2 separate regions of the Mus musculus genome follow, and region 1 is linked to region 2. A link is a contact called in public Hi-C data. All regions are on one chromosome and are shown on one strand. Each heading gives the region's core, a stretch centred on a gene start, on an enhancer-like site or on the middle of the called end of the contact. The rest is flanking DNA. Distances are from core to core; before and after follow the strand shown. Region 1 has its middle 9.7 kb from the start of Mterf1b. Region 2 overlaps Cdk6 (cyclin-dependent kinase 6).

Region 1 (7,074 bases), core at 2,840-5,339, 820 kb before region 2:
GTGATAATGTCACACGAGCTAGAACTTGGTGAGTGAAGTAATGCCACAATCTGAAGAGTGGCTTTGTCATATGCAGGGAGTGGGTTTCCCATAAAAGGATGCCCCCCCTCTCTCTCCTTTTTCTTTTCTTCCTCTTTCCTTCTTGCCTTCTGCCATGGATGACACAGAAGGAAAGACCTGTCCAGACACCAGGACATGGATGGTGGACTTTCTCACTGTGCAGAACTTTGAGAAATGAATGTACTCTTTTTATAAGTATTCACTATGTGATATGCTGTCCTGTATTATGAAATAGACTCAGACAGTATTATAAATGCTTTTCTCATGAGACATGAATGAACCCAGCTGTCCTGAGTTGTAGGGCAGAGGTCTGAGCTAATACATATGATGGCTTATTTGTTCTCTATTTCTTTGCTGTTTTCCAGTGACAACTTTCAGAATAAATTGTAACAAATAATTTTTGAGTGGGAAGGGAAATTAGAATTGGAAGAAAGGAAATTAGAGTTGATATCAAAAATTGTTTTGCTCCATTTCTGCCTGAAGCAGAGACCACACCATGGGACAAAATTCTGCTAGCTCAAAGTGACTAGGATTGAAGTGAAAGTAACTGGGGTGTAGCCAGCCCTGGGTCCTCAGGCCTTCCTGCCCCCCCTCGAGTGGGGTGTGTCCAGGCCCTGGTCCTGCTCCTCTCCTGTGACCATTTGTGTTAGAACATCTAGATAAGGCAAAGAAATCTCTTCAGGACATGACTGTGACACCCATCTGATGGCATATGGTTTCTGAAGAATTCATCAGTCATTGGACCAGAGATTTTTAATTTAGGAAAACAGAACTTTCATATTTACCATGTGAAATAAAATAATCTTCTGGCAGTAAAAAAAAGTTGTTCTTTTTAAAACTCGTCATAGGAACTGTTCTGAAAATGTAAGCAGTTCAGAAACAGTAGATGCACAAAGACCAGGAAAGACTCAGGGAAAGAATTCAATTCTTGCAAACTCCTTTGACGATTCAGACATTTCAAAGTCACTGCTACTCCCAGTTGCTTGGTTTGCATGTAGAGAAGACTTCTATAACATCTGGAAAGACAGGGATCCAAGGAAAGTCCCTTTCCTAAGAAACAAGATGGCTGCAGCTCTCTCATGGCAGCACACTGATTAGGCAAAATAACAGGAGGAAGGAGGACTTTCTTATCAGAAGTGGGTACTCGAGAGAGCACTGGGAGAGGGGTGGTTCAGGAAGGCACCGCCATCTTGGTTCCCAGGTAGCTTTCACTGTGTCTGAGAAGCTCACTAAGCCTTGCTACTTACTCCTCATAGGTTTATCTGTGAGGAGAGGTGATTTAAAGTTTTCATTTGTTCTGAGGGTTATTTTTATGACTTGGAATGAATAGTGTAGACAAGTATAAATATATGCAGCTATTTTGAATATCTTTGGTTTAAATCCCATGCTTCAAAGGGCAGCAATGGGGTGTGGGCTCTGACACCAAAGGTGTGTCATAGGCCTCAGGAAGTGTAAATTTTTGATAATCCCTAGATCAGAAAAACATGTTTTTCTGACAAAAATAGATTTGACGTGTAAAATTTTGTTTTTCTAATAAAATAATGCTAGAAGGTAGACCTTCTTCTTTAAACCAATCTTTTGCTTGAATTCTGTGAGTTTTATAACTTTGAGCACATGTGGCTGATGCTATGTGGCATACAAAGAAGAACGGAAATGGTCTAGTTGTAATATAAAGTAAAATAGTGGAGGGAAGCAAAGGAAAAGTAAAATCAAGTCGAGATCAAAGGTGGGGTAGAAATGTCAATGGAAAAATAGGAGCGTCCAAATCGTTGTGAATATTTTATAGAGAGCTTCCGTGTGAGCTTGATCACCCAAAGGACACACCACAGGGATCAGTGTCCAAAATGAACAACAGCTGCTGGATGTCAACACACAATGTCGCAGTGGGCAGAGAGCATCTCGGGTGAAACATTATGTCTTCAGGTGGTCGCTGGTCCTTTGGGCAAATCTTTGATGAGGAATAAAATCTTTCCCATCCTTAGAGAATCACTAGCACAACCCAGTCGTTTCCTGGTGAGTGTACTTCACAGTGAGTGTGTGAGGAAACGTAATTAGCTAATAGCCATTTACAGAACATCTTCTGGATGTAAGTCACTGTGCTTAGTCATAGAGCTTCCCCAGAAGTTAATAACTGGAGACGACTCTGACTGAGCAAGGCCTTTGGCTCTGCTTGTGTGGGGAGCAACGATGGTGTTTTAGGATGAGGTCTCCTCCAAGATGCCTTCTCTGGCTTCTCTATTTCTGAAGTGTGTCTGCCGTGCTGCTCTGATGAGCCTTTGCTCCATGGTCCACAGTTGGCCCTCCCAGTATTTATCATCTCCTGAAGCTTTATTTGCATTGTTTTCTTTACTCATTATTTGTCTTCCTCATGTGTGATAGATTCTAGAAATTTAGAGACGGTTTTGTTTTCTCCACCACATTATCCTCAATGCCAAGAACAGAACCTGGCACAGTGTGTGGCAGGCACTCAAAAATGCATCCAGTGGTATTCCAGACACAGTATTTAATTAAAGAACTCAAATAAAGAGGGCATATATAATTATGATAAGCAGAAAATGTAGAAGCCACAGAATAGAGAGGGAGACAGATCACAATGCCCACGTTGCTCATGCTATCTTGATTGGTAGGTTGAGAAAACAGCAGGTCTGGACAGTCTCTGGTCCAGCGGAGTGTGTCTGAGGAGCTTGCATGAAAGGCTGGGGCAGGCTGTGTCTGCAGGTGTGTCATGGCAAGGAGCATCATTGAAGCCTGTTGCTTCCTTCTCTCCTCTCCTCTCTCCTCTCCGCAGCCTCTAAGCAGAGTGCTCAGGATTATTGTTCCAGTTTCAGAAACCTGGGCACTGATTACTCTGCCAAAATTACCCCATTTACATATTAAATATATATTATCTGATGATGTACTAATCAGTGGTACTGTCCAACGTTAAAAATGTACCATCTCTAACGGACTGAGAAATGTTTAGCTGGCGATGTAATTTGCGGAGCTCTATGTCCCCTGTTTTTAGGGCAGGTCAACGGTGTCTTTGGGAGCATATGATCTCTCTCACTGTTGATTTGTTACATCAGCTAGAAATAGAGAGCACTAGATACTGAAATTGTTTACCTGTTCATGAAAATAAGACTCAAGAACTTAATAACTGCTTCAAAATGATTGCCATCTTATTAACACAATTATTCTGCAAAATGCATATTGAGCTCTCTTCCTCCCATTAATATAGTGAGCCCATTTCTCTATTATGAGGGGTCATTTATGTTCAACAGATTAAATTCCTACTGTGTTACTATTCCTGAGGAAAGAAAATTGAGATAGACAAACACTCCTACTATAAGGAGCTCTAGGTACAGAGGGTGAGACTAACCTGAACCAGAACCCTGTGAGCAAGAACAGGGGTGAAGCTTAGAAGAGGGTCTGTTAAGCCTTAGATAAGTAAAGGGAATGATGAAATTAGGGACCAACCCACACTAAGGCTCTCTGCCTTTGGGGAAACAGTTGGCCTGTTAAATCTCTCCTGAGTCTGAGGTCATAGAGACATGAGATGCAGGTACCACTGAGACGCAAAGCCTGGCAGGCTGTGGTTGGTCCTAGAGAACACGTGAGTTCGTTCTTTTAACAATTTTTAGTTATTATTCTTTTTCTTGTATGTGCATGATATGTGTGTGTTAGAACATGAGACATAGTGTGCTCATGCAGGCCAGAGGACAACTCTGTGGGGTTGGTTCTCGCTTTCCACCTTTCCATGGGTTCTCAGGTCACCAGACTTGTAAATCAAGGGTCTTTACTTCCTGAGCCATTTCTCCAGTTCTCAAGCTTAAGTTCTTAATCCAAGCATTAAGAGTGTGGAAGAACATGTGGCTTTAGCATGGGGAGTCTCCTTAGGCATGGAACTAGCCTATAGTTTACATAAAACTAAATTTATTCTATTTGAATAACTATTCCTTAATTGAAGACCGTGTCTGGGCTGATGCTAAGCTGTTTCTTTTGCAAAATGGTATTCATGAGTGGTTATCAGTTTGCTTTGGCAGACATAACTACTTGGGATCAGCAGATGCCATAGAAAAAATGAAATATAAAAATAAGAGAAATGAAATAATATATGAAGAAAAATCTGTAGAAATTCATATCATGGGGTAGAAATATATATGTGTTGATCCTTTGAGATGGAGATATCGTTACCAGTTCAAGTGTTCAACATGCCTTAAATTAGATACAGAAACCACTTTCTTCTATCTGGAGTAACCAGTATTTGATACCAGTTTGTCTTATGGCTGTAAAAAAAAAGTGATCACATAAACATATCAGTAGCAGTGACAGTAGTGACAGAAGATACTGTCATAGTTTGGTGTAAGAACACTTCCGGTGGAGAGAGGTGTGAGCCTTGCGATAAAGAGGCGGGTGGCTAAAGCTGGATCTGGGTGCTTATCCCTGGCCTCAGACCTTCAGAGTCCTGAGGAATCACTCAGTCACTTAGCAGTTCTGAGTGAGCTCCAGGAAACGGAGGAAAGAAGGTGTCTCAAAGGCTCCTTCTCCAAGAGTTTACAGTCTAGTGAGTTACAAGACATTTGGAAACAATTGACATGATGCAGGCATGGGAAGACAGAGACTTACATCCTACCTATGAGCGTTGAGAAAAAATGCTGACCTGCACCGTGTGGTCAGTGAGTACTTTCAGAGGAGAATGCAGGCTGGGCCTCCTGAGCAGGACTGTTCATAGTAAAGTCAGAGGCTGAGAGTTGGGAAGTGGATAGAAGACCTGTGTCCATCAAAGATCAAGTGGTTCACTGTGGCTGGAAGATGGGCCCCTGGGTAATGTGGGATGTTACAGAATGCAATGGTAAATAGACAGTGACTATGTCACAGGTTGACTCTTGTGTCTCAAGAACAAATTTGATTTTATCCTTTATGTGAGAACTCTTGGACCAAATAGAATTTTAGAGTTATTTTTTTAATCACACTTATTTATTTGTTTTGCATGCCTATATGGTTCTGGGTGCGTGGGGTGCTGTGGATACCTATGGGGAGGCTGTTCTCTTCCTTTACCCTGTGCATTCTGAGCATGAAAGCAGGTCACCAGGTATCGTGAGACGATCTCTCGAAAACATGATTTATTCTCTGAATAAGATCAGAAAAATGTCCCAGGACCCAACAGAGAAGAGAATAGCCAAATTATCCAACAAAGGTGAGATAGAACCTGTAGAGACCATATCCAGTGGATAGGCACTGCCCCTGGATGAAGGATTGGGCCACCCACCACCTCAAAAATAATAATCCAGAATTCCTCCTGTCAAAAGGAAATACAGGGACAAAGAATGGAGCAGAGACTAAAGGAAAGGCCATTCAGAGACTGCCCCACCTAGGGATCCACCCATCTGCAGACACCAAACACAGCCACAATTGCTGATGCCAACAAGAGCGTGCTGACAGGACCCTAGTATAGCTGTCTCCTGAGAGGCTCTGCCAGAGCCTGACAAATACAGATGTGGATGCTCACAGCCAAACATGAAACTGAGTGCAGAGACCCCAATGGAAGAGTTAGGGGAAGGACTGGAGGAGCTGAAGGGGTTTGCAACCCCATAGGAAGAACAACAATATCAACCAACCAGACCTCCCCAAACCCCCTGGGACTAAACCACCAACCACAGAGTACACATGGGGGGACCCATGGCTCCAGCTGAATATGCAGCAGCAAATGGCCTAATCTGGCATCAGTGGGAGGGGAGCCCCTGGGCCTGTGGAGTCTCACTGACCCAATATAGGGGAACTCAGGGCACTGAGGCAGGAGTGAGTGGGTGGATGGATGGGGGAGCACCCTCACAGAAGCAGGGTGAGGGGGAATAGGGAGGGAGTTTCTGGAGGGGAAAGTGGGAAGTGTGATAACATTTGAAGTGTAAATAAATAAAATAACCAATAAAAATGTGGAAAATTTTTAAAAAAGAAAAATATCAGTAAAATATGTTTCAGTTCATTCATTTGTTGTATATGTCTCAGGTTCCCATCTTTAAGACTGTGTGCTTCCTCTTCTGGGGTGTCTTCTATGTTTCTGTAAACTTGAGTTAAGAACCCCTCTCAATTACCCACCAGCCCAAAGGAATCAGCACACTCACCCAGCCTTTTTCATCTCAGAAATATAGAGGTTGGAAGAGAGTTTACAGAATGCAAGTTCTGGAGTCAGAATACATGGCTTTTAACTGGAACCTAACTACCATGTTTCCATTTGTAAAGAAGCTAATGCTAGTCGCCGATACAAGCTTAACCGAGTGGTAAATGATGTGTTAGCTTTTTGTCATATGATGACATACCTTAGGAAGACAACACAGCAAGGAAACTTATCTTCCTTCCTTGTTTCAGTCCAGTCACTCGGTCCCATTGTTTGTGGACCGGTGGTGAGAAAGAGGCAGAAGTCTCATGACGGAGAATGCAAAGCAGAACGGTGTTTTACAGCATGGTAACCAGGAGCAGAGAGAGGGAGGACAAACCTGTGCCAGTGGAACGACTGCTTCTTCTGCTTCTATCTGTTCTCTAAGCCAATGGATGGTGCTAGGTTTGTGGGCAGAACCTCATGTGAGAGAGCCGATGTACTTCCTCAAACTCATTTAAAGACAATGGTGCCCTTTGAAAGTGGACCTAACAGGAAGAAGTAGATCACTAAAGGTATCCTTAGACAGTTGCACCAGCCCAGGTTCTAGGATCACTCTCTGCCTCCTGGTTGGCCAGGATACAAGGTATTTCTCCTATGTGCTGTGTCTCCGTGAACAATTCCATTGCTTCCCAGCTATGGTGGACTGCATTCCCTTTGAAACTGTAATGCTTATTCTTCCTTTGTTTCAGTTGAATATTCATCGCAATGACACCGAAAGGAACTGATACAATCGCAGTCTTGGCTTTTAGTGATCATTATAGCTCCCAATCCTGTCAACACCTGTGATACTTTCTTAGACTCTGCCCACTGGTTCCTTCTGCTGCACTAGCTGAATTGTTCTTGCTGTTCTCCAATTGCAGTACAATAAATGCGACTGT
Region 2 (7,312 bases), core at 1,761-4,260:
ATAATGTTGGTGATAGAACCAACAGAAACTTAAACATGAGGTACAGAGCAGAAACTGTCAGCATGCTAAGTCCAATGGCTCTGTCAAGCTGCATTTCCCCATCCCAAGGCTAAACGCTGAGTGAACTTCCCTTATGCTTCCCCAAGAGAAACGCGTAAGAAAGAAGACAAGGGCCAGGAGCGCTTGCTTGTTCAAGTGTTGGACACTTAGTTAACCACTTAAGATAAACCACACTGAAGTTCTAAATTATGCGACTTCGGGACCCAATATCATTTTCTTTCTGTGTTATTGTCCCCTTGTGCTTTTAGGTTCCCATTCCTCCTGCTGAGTCCACAAGTTCTTGCCACATTAACTTTGTTTGAATCCATCTATAGCCATTATACATCCAAACACAATGGAATTGTATTTTAAAACTCCAAGAATAATTTGTTCTAATTTTTTCATATTTTTGGTTTTGTCTGTTTCCCTTTTTTAAATCTACTTTCTGATAGGCTTGATTTTTGTTATTTTGGGAGTAGAGAATACGGTTAAGGCCTAGAAGACTTCGAGAAAAGCCTTACACAATTAGCACATGAAAATAAGCAGCTGACCCAAAGGAGGGCTGCAGGGACTCCCCCACATCCCACCCAGAGGCTGGCAGTCCTCCCCTGGAGCAGAACAGAGGCACTGCAGTGTCTGAAGGTGCTCTAGAGCGATTCGTACTACCATAACACGCACTCCAGTGGGGTAGACGCACATACATGTGCATCTGTATGTGAGACCACACTAATGCAGAGTAGAGAAGAACCCAAGCTGCAAGACAAAAGCCTGAATCTTCTGTTCAGCAGGCAGAGCAAACTAATAAACTCTGTCCCTTGAAGTTATCTCTTCCAAATTCACAGACAGTGCTCGATTCTGTTCTGAGACACACCCAGAACCCCTCTAGAGATGTTCACTGAACCTCTAATATGGCTATCCCAACCTCTTAACTTTTCTGTCCACAGGTGGATTCAAACAGTGAGATATTATAATCAAATCATAATTGACTTTGTTTGCCCAAATAGGCATAGCAGCCTTCTTCCACCTACCATGAACAGGCCTGCAGAGAGCCAGGTGAGAGTTTTATGTCTTATGATTCACAGTGGGCACCTCATTAAAACTGCCATTTTACTGGGATTCAAATAAAAATAAGTCTACAAGTATCATCCTCTTCATGGTAAAAACCAATCAGTTAGGAGTTTTGGCCTTAAATTTTATTTTATCTTATTCTAGTTCTTTGATGACTTTTACCTCTTACAGTATCTTTGTTTCTGTGATTAAGATGTTTTCTACTACAGCTCAACAAACAGAAGGCTCACCAAATCAGCATGCCAAAGAAAACTAATCAAAACGTCCATTTTCGGAGTGGCCCAGCCTCAGAAAGCTTGTAGTTTTAGGCACACACTCCTGACTTTCAGATCCCTACAGCAGCCTCTCTGACCGCTCACACGGTGAGACTTTTGTTTTGTATATGTCGCACACTAACCTTATACCCTTTATGTCACTTGTGATGTTTCAGAGAGCCCTATTCGTAAGTTACAATTATCCAAATGATGTACGGCAGCGTCCTGGGTATGTCCAAACCATACAACTCTCAGTACCTTCTAGAACTTGGCTTACATGCTTGACTGTGCAATCAGCAGGTATTCTGATAGAACAAACTAGGGTTATAAGACGTCTGCCTTTACCTCCTGTTATAATAATAATCCATTTCCAGCCAGTATGACCAGTACAATAAATAAAAGTATGTTTCTGAGTGAAAGACATTCAAAGGACTACATATTTACCACATATTTTCAGAATGATTATGTAATGTGATTCTACCTCAATGCTATCTTTTCATTTGAATTCTGTGTGCAAAAAGATGAGGGCTTTTCTGTAGGGGTTTTGCTTTTGCTTATTAGCAAGCAGTTAAAGGGTCAGACATTCTTCCTACTTAGGAAAGATGAAAACATAAATACATTTAATAGTACTCCTGGCTTTTTAAATATGGCCATTGTGATGGCTTATGGCTGGTACTCATTGTCAGCTTGACAGAATTTAGAATCACCTGAGAGATGGGCCTCTGGATATGCCGGTGGGAGAATGCCTTGGTGACACTGGTTGATATGGGGAAGTCCCATCTAAACAGAGGCCTGGCTATTCTCAGTGCATGGGATCCTGGACAGTAGGACGCACAGACAGTAGGAGGAGCACTAGCAAGCTTGCATTTGCTCCTCTGTTTTCTCATTATGGATACGGTGTGAACAACCTCTACAGTTCCTGTCGCCTTGACTTCAGCTCCAAGACGGACTGTATCTTGAACTGCATTCGAGTTCAAACCAACTGATCTGCCCTTCCTTAAGCTGCTTTTGTCGGGGTATTTTATCACAGCCACAGGAAAAGAAAGTGAGATGGCCACAGTTTTGCTATAATATCACTAATTTCTTCATTGTAAACCACTAAGCACTCTCTTTAATAAAAATATGTTTCCGAAGGAACAAAATATCCAGACGCTTAAAATAGTTTTCGTGTATTTTAAACAAATATCAACACAGAGAAACTGTCAGCTATGTTCTGAAACTGATGAAATAACAAACTTGGAAAAACAAACTCAAGGGAACCAGAGTTGGGAAGTTTTCTGTTAAAAACCATCTGTGCTACCATTAACACAGGGTCTAGCAGGTTTTTCTTTCCTCTTCTCTTCTCTTCTCTTCTCTTCTCTTCTCTTCTCTTCTCTTCTCTTCTCTTCTCTTCTCTTCTCTTCTCTTCTCTTCTCTCTTTTCTTTTCTTTTCTTTTTTTTTTTTTTTTTTTTGCCTAGTCTGAAGTACAAAGCTAAGGAGTAAAAGCCGCTGACTTCTCTCACAACAGTGGGCCTAATCTGGACCAGTTGGAAAATGACATGGGATCATGAAGCAGATCCACCATTTCCTCTGCTTGCTGTGTCACTACTTACTGAGCCTTTGATAAAGCTGACGTAGCAAACCCTGTAGATGTTTGAGTTCTGTTTCCTTCCGCTTTTGTCTGTTATTAGTTTGCACAGAAACAATAAAAACCAAGTGAACTAAAAGCAGGGCTGTCCCAAGAGGTAAAGATATATTTACTTAGAGTTCAGGGCCAAGTCTACTTCCTTAAGCTGAGAATTTAAGAACACACAGTATCTGGTGCTGTGCTCAATAGAATAGTTTATCCTAGTACCAAGTAATCAAAAACAGAGAAAAAGAGATGGCACATTTTGTTCTTCTCCTTCTTCTTTTTCTTTTTTAAATTTAAATTTGATTCTGAGAAAGCCTCAGCTTGGACCAAAGTCATCTGATGCCATTAGCCAGCGTGGCTGGAAAGGGAAACCAGGAAGTGCTGACTCATCAAGAGCATATACCACCCAACTGTCAGCACTTCTGATGCCAGACTCAAAGGTGAGCCTCCTTCCTCTACCCTGCCACACTCTTCTGCTTCCCACTTGCTCACCGCACACTACAGAGTGCTGAATACAGGCCCAGCAGATTTGGAGTACCAGTTCCATCCAGAGATGGCCTATACACATCTAGTAAAACAAACTGCCTACAGAATACAGAATACAAAATACATAAAATACAGAATACATAGTCTCCATTTGTACACATAGATACCCAATTATTTTCCATAATCCATACACACACACACACACACAGGAAGTCGATGCCAGTCCATAATCAACAGAATAAATACACTAGGGAGTTCTCAGATCTTCTAGCTTTATAACAGGTCTTCACGTGGGAGATAGCCATTTGGCACAGGGTCTGACACAGTCTGAAGGCTCTGACAAGGAGCCATTCTCTTCCGTGCAAGCTATGACTGTTTATGTGTTAAGAGACCCTGGGTGCAACTGCCAGCACCAAAAATGTATGTCAAAAATAGATGACAAAAATAATTTGTCAAAATTAAATTACTTTACCTCTAGTTTTCAGCAACAGACCATGGAATGACATCTGCCTCAAAAACTTGGTATACCTGTATCAGTGGGCAGTTTATATTCACTTAATTGGCCAAACCTTCAAGAGTCAAATCCAAATGATCCTTAAATGATTAAAATGCTTGCAACATTAGAATAATCGATAGGAAATAATACCCTAGAGTTGCAATTTGTGTTCTAGAAATGTAAATTCTGACTTTACCTGTAAAATGAGAATAATAATCCTAATCTAGCGTGCTTTCTTGTTGCTGTAAGAACAGTACAGTAGTCAAGACAGAAACGAAAGGAGGCATTTAGTAGATGTGTGTATGGAGGATATCTGACTGACTCTGCTTCTCACCATGTAGCCCTGGCTACTTCTGAATTCCAGATCTGCCCCCCCCCCCAACAGTGCTAAAATTGAAGGCTTACATCACTAAACCTGGTGTTCATTATATAGTTGTTGTTAGTAGTAGTAGTATTTTTATTGCACACACACATACACACACACACGCACACGCACACACAAGAGTTTAGCCTACATATATGCATATGCAGCATATGAATGCCAAAATGGTTGTGACTTGGAATTGAACTTAGGTTCTCTGGAAGAGTAGCCAGTGTTCTCAACCACTTGCACAATCGTCTCTCCGGCCCTATTACATAATTTTTGAAAAATAAATTCTGGACGTTAGCCTAGCTCCCGTGTGTTTCATCAAACACACTCACTAATTTTGGTGGATTTGAATCCCTGTTTGTCACTTAGGCTATGAACAACAGAAGAAAACCTGAAATGAGAAAGATTTCACTACTACTGCACTATGCCAAAGTGTAATTCTTCATAAAAGCAATTCCATAAAAGGGAGGGGGGATGCCACCAGAACACTGTGCTAAGAGGAGCAAGCAACAGCCTTGCAACTCATTACTTGCTAAGAATAAAGCCCCTTACTCCAGAAACCTAATGTGTTCTATCATATGACTACAGAAACCTAACATGTATTCTCGAGAGCGAGTAATCTGCAGCTCAGAGAGAGAGAAAAGGCTCCTAATGTATTATAGTCATGTAGAATCAAAATGTGAATCCACACATCTGATCTCCACTCCTAGGCAATCAATAGTAGTCAGTGATGGAATAATAACATTATCTGTTATTGCCAGGGCTTCTTATGTTCTCTCCACACTCACATGTATTAACTGGGACGCCCTTCACAGGAGCATGGCTTTTATAAGAACAAGTCCCTCAGCTTGCCTACAGATACGAACGACTCACTCAATTATTTCCCATCATGCATGCATACATACATATGAAGTTGACCGGCAATCTACAGGATAGATTCTGAACTACTATACTAATGATCCATCACAACATCTAGCTTGAGAACAGGTCTGCAGCTGGGACAGAGGTATCTAGCGCAGGCTGCGGTGAGGGTAAATGTCTTCAGTTTAAGCTACAACCAAACTCTCAACCTAGATCTGTTATTCAAAATTCTTCCAGGCTTCCCCCAACAGTGGCAAAGAAAGCCAATGTGTTTCACAGTAAAAATTGAGATCTGGGATCTCAGTACTATGTAAAAATGGACAGGGTGTCTATCTATAAGGACTCCGAGTACTAAACTGCTTTAGAGTGGCAAGGTATAACTGCCAGAACCCATTGATTTATCAGAATCACCAAGTAAGCCATCGTGCAAAGGAGAAGGAGGTGAGAGAATCAAGGATGCATCAAGCTGGGAGAGGAAGAGAGACAGAATCAATCCTGCAACACTGCTTGTCTCTAAAAACCAAATCGTATCAAGGCTTCCTTCACTCAAGCCGTTGCTCCTGCTCCTCCCAGCCTCTCCTACTTATCTAAGCGCGCCGAGGACATTCCTGACTCTTCCTGCCAAGTTAAAATGAAAACGGTCTCAGTCTAGAAATGATTGAGGTGGTTTTTCTTTAATCAAATTAGAGTGGCCAAATGTTCCTTTCAAAGGTAACTGTCTACCCTGCAGCTGTATGCAAACTACCACATCAAATGTAAGGGGGAAATAGCAATAGAATTCTGTCTTTACAGGGCTGAGCTGAGCGGGCTGTGGAGACGGGAGACAAAGGCATCACTGCTGCTCAGAAGTACATTCCCAGGGAGCTTCCAGAAATGTGCTGACTTCACAAACTCCCAACAAAGTACCGAAATTTCCAGTATAGAATTAGCTATTTTAGGGAGGTGAGAATGTGGGGAGGGGGAATTCCCCTTTAAAAACAGCTAGGCAGCAATAGATACCTTGAGTCATTTACGCTGGCGATAAAGCCTAAATGAGAAACTGGTTGAAAGACTGGTTGAGACTTCACTGAGAAAGAAAGGCCTAGCTTTCTCACTTCCCGTCTCCACCAAAAACACAGCACAGTGAGTAAACCTGGGGTCACCGCAAGCTGCGGTTGAGTTGGTAATGATTTGTTTGCATGCAGAATTTATTCTTTTAAATCATCAGACATGGGAAATTCCTGCAGTGAATTAATGTATAGTTAATTATGCCTCTTAAGTTTTCTAGTTTTGTTTCCCTTAGGAAAAAAAATCAGTTGGCCAACATCCCCAAGATGATGTCATGCTGTCTCTCACGTGTTACAGTTACCAGCTGTTGGCGTGGACACAGCACATTCATAGTGTGAGACCTACCAGAATGACAAGGACTTCAGACAGCTAGGTGCAATGGGCATTAACAGAATGAGACGATGCTTGTTCCAGAAGACAATACAGTCTCTCACGTTATAAGAAGGTGGGGTACACAGGGCAAGCACAGAGCTCTGGGACCACCTACGTCCTAGAGGCTGCTCCTGGTAAATAAAGTTGGTGGACGCCTTCCTTGGTTCACCCTTCCTCCAACATAACAAATTTAGGAAGTGCTACACGGAGAGAAATGTCCTTTGAGGACCAAGCAGTTCTCAGGCTATGACCATTCTTCACCCATTAAAGCAGGCAACGGAACTGCAAAGTGGCAGACTCACTGCAACTGTCCGCCTCCAACCTCTCTCAGACAGCGCTCAAATGAAAGAAAGAAGCCCAGCTACAGGAATGCACTCACATGTGCGCGCGCACACACTCACACACTCACTGCATACTAGAGTTCGGTGCACATTCTAGATCGGCGAAAAGATAATGACCTCCAACGTGAAAGATAGATAAATTGAGTATTGAGGAAATAATTTTAGTTGTGAATACGTTTAATCCCTTCATTTCAAAATCATTAATCTTATCTATTTATCTTATTATATGTAAGATTGTACCTATATCTATACCTTGTAAATCAGTAAATCTCAGTGCCATGCTCATATTTTTACTGGAAGGAGTCCAGTGTTCTAGAACATGCTGTGGCGGAGCTGTGGAGGGAGAAGGAGGTAGAGTAAGAGCC

The links. Hi-C and Micro-C count contacts between places; a contact is called where the count stands out from the background.
Region 1: a contact with region 2 is called in a Hi-C map of the G1E-ER4 cell line, with 8 times the contacts expected there. The contact joins two enhancer-like sites.

What each region holds. Positions count from the first base shown.
Region 1 is chr5:4,179,081-4,186,154 of GRCm38.p6, reverse strand. No RefSeq gene overlaps it. Among named protein-coding and RNA genes, the nearest start is that of Mterf1b, 9.7 kb to the left of the region's middle. Within about 2 kb of position 4,089, at least 2 of the 459 cell types and tissues checked have an H3K27ac peak or open chromatin away from gene starts, as enhancers often do. A contact at or near this core is called in the G1E-ER4 cell line, where this site is marked.
Region 2 is chr5:3,354,994-3,362,305 of GRCm38.p6, reverse strand. The region is part of intron 2 of Cdk6 (cyclin-dependent kinase 6); the gene reads right to left. Among named protein-coding and RNA genes, the nearest start is that of Cdk6, 15 kb to the right of the region's middle. Within about 2 kb of position 3,010, at least 51 of the 459 cell types and tissues checked have an H3K27ac peak or open chromatin away from gene starts, as enhancers often do. A contact at or near this core is called in the G1E-ER4 cell line, where this site is marked.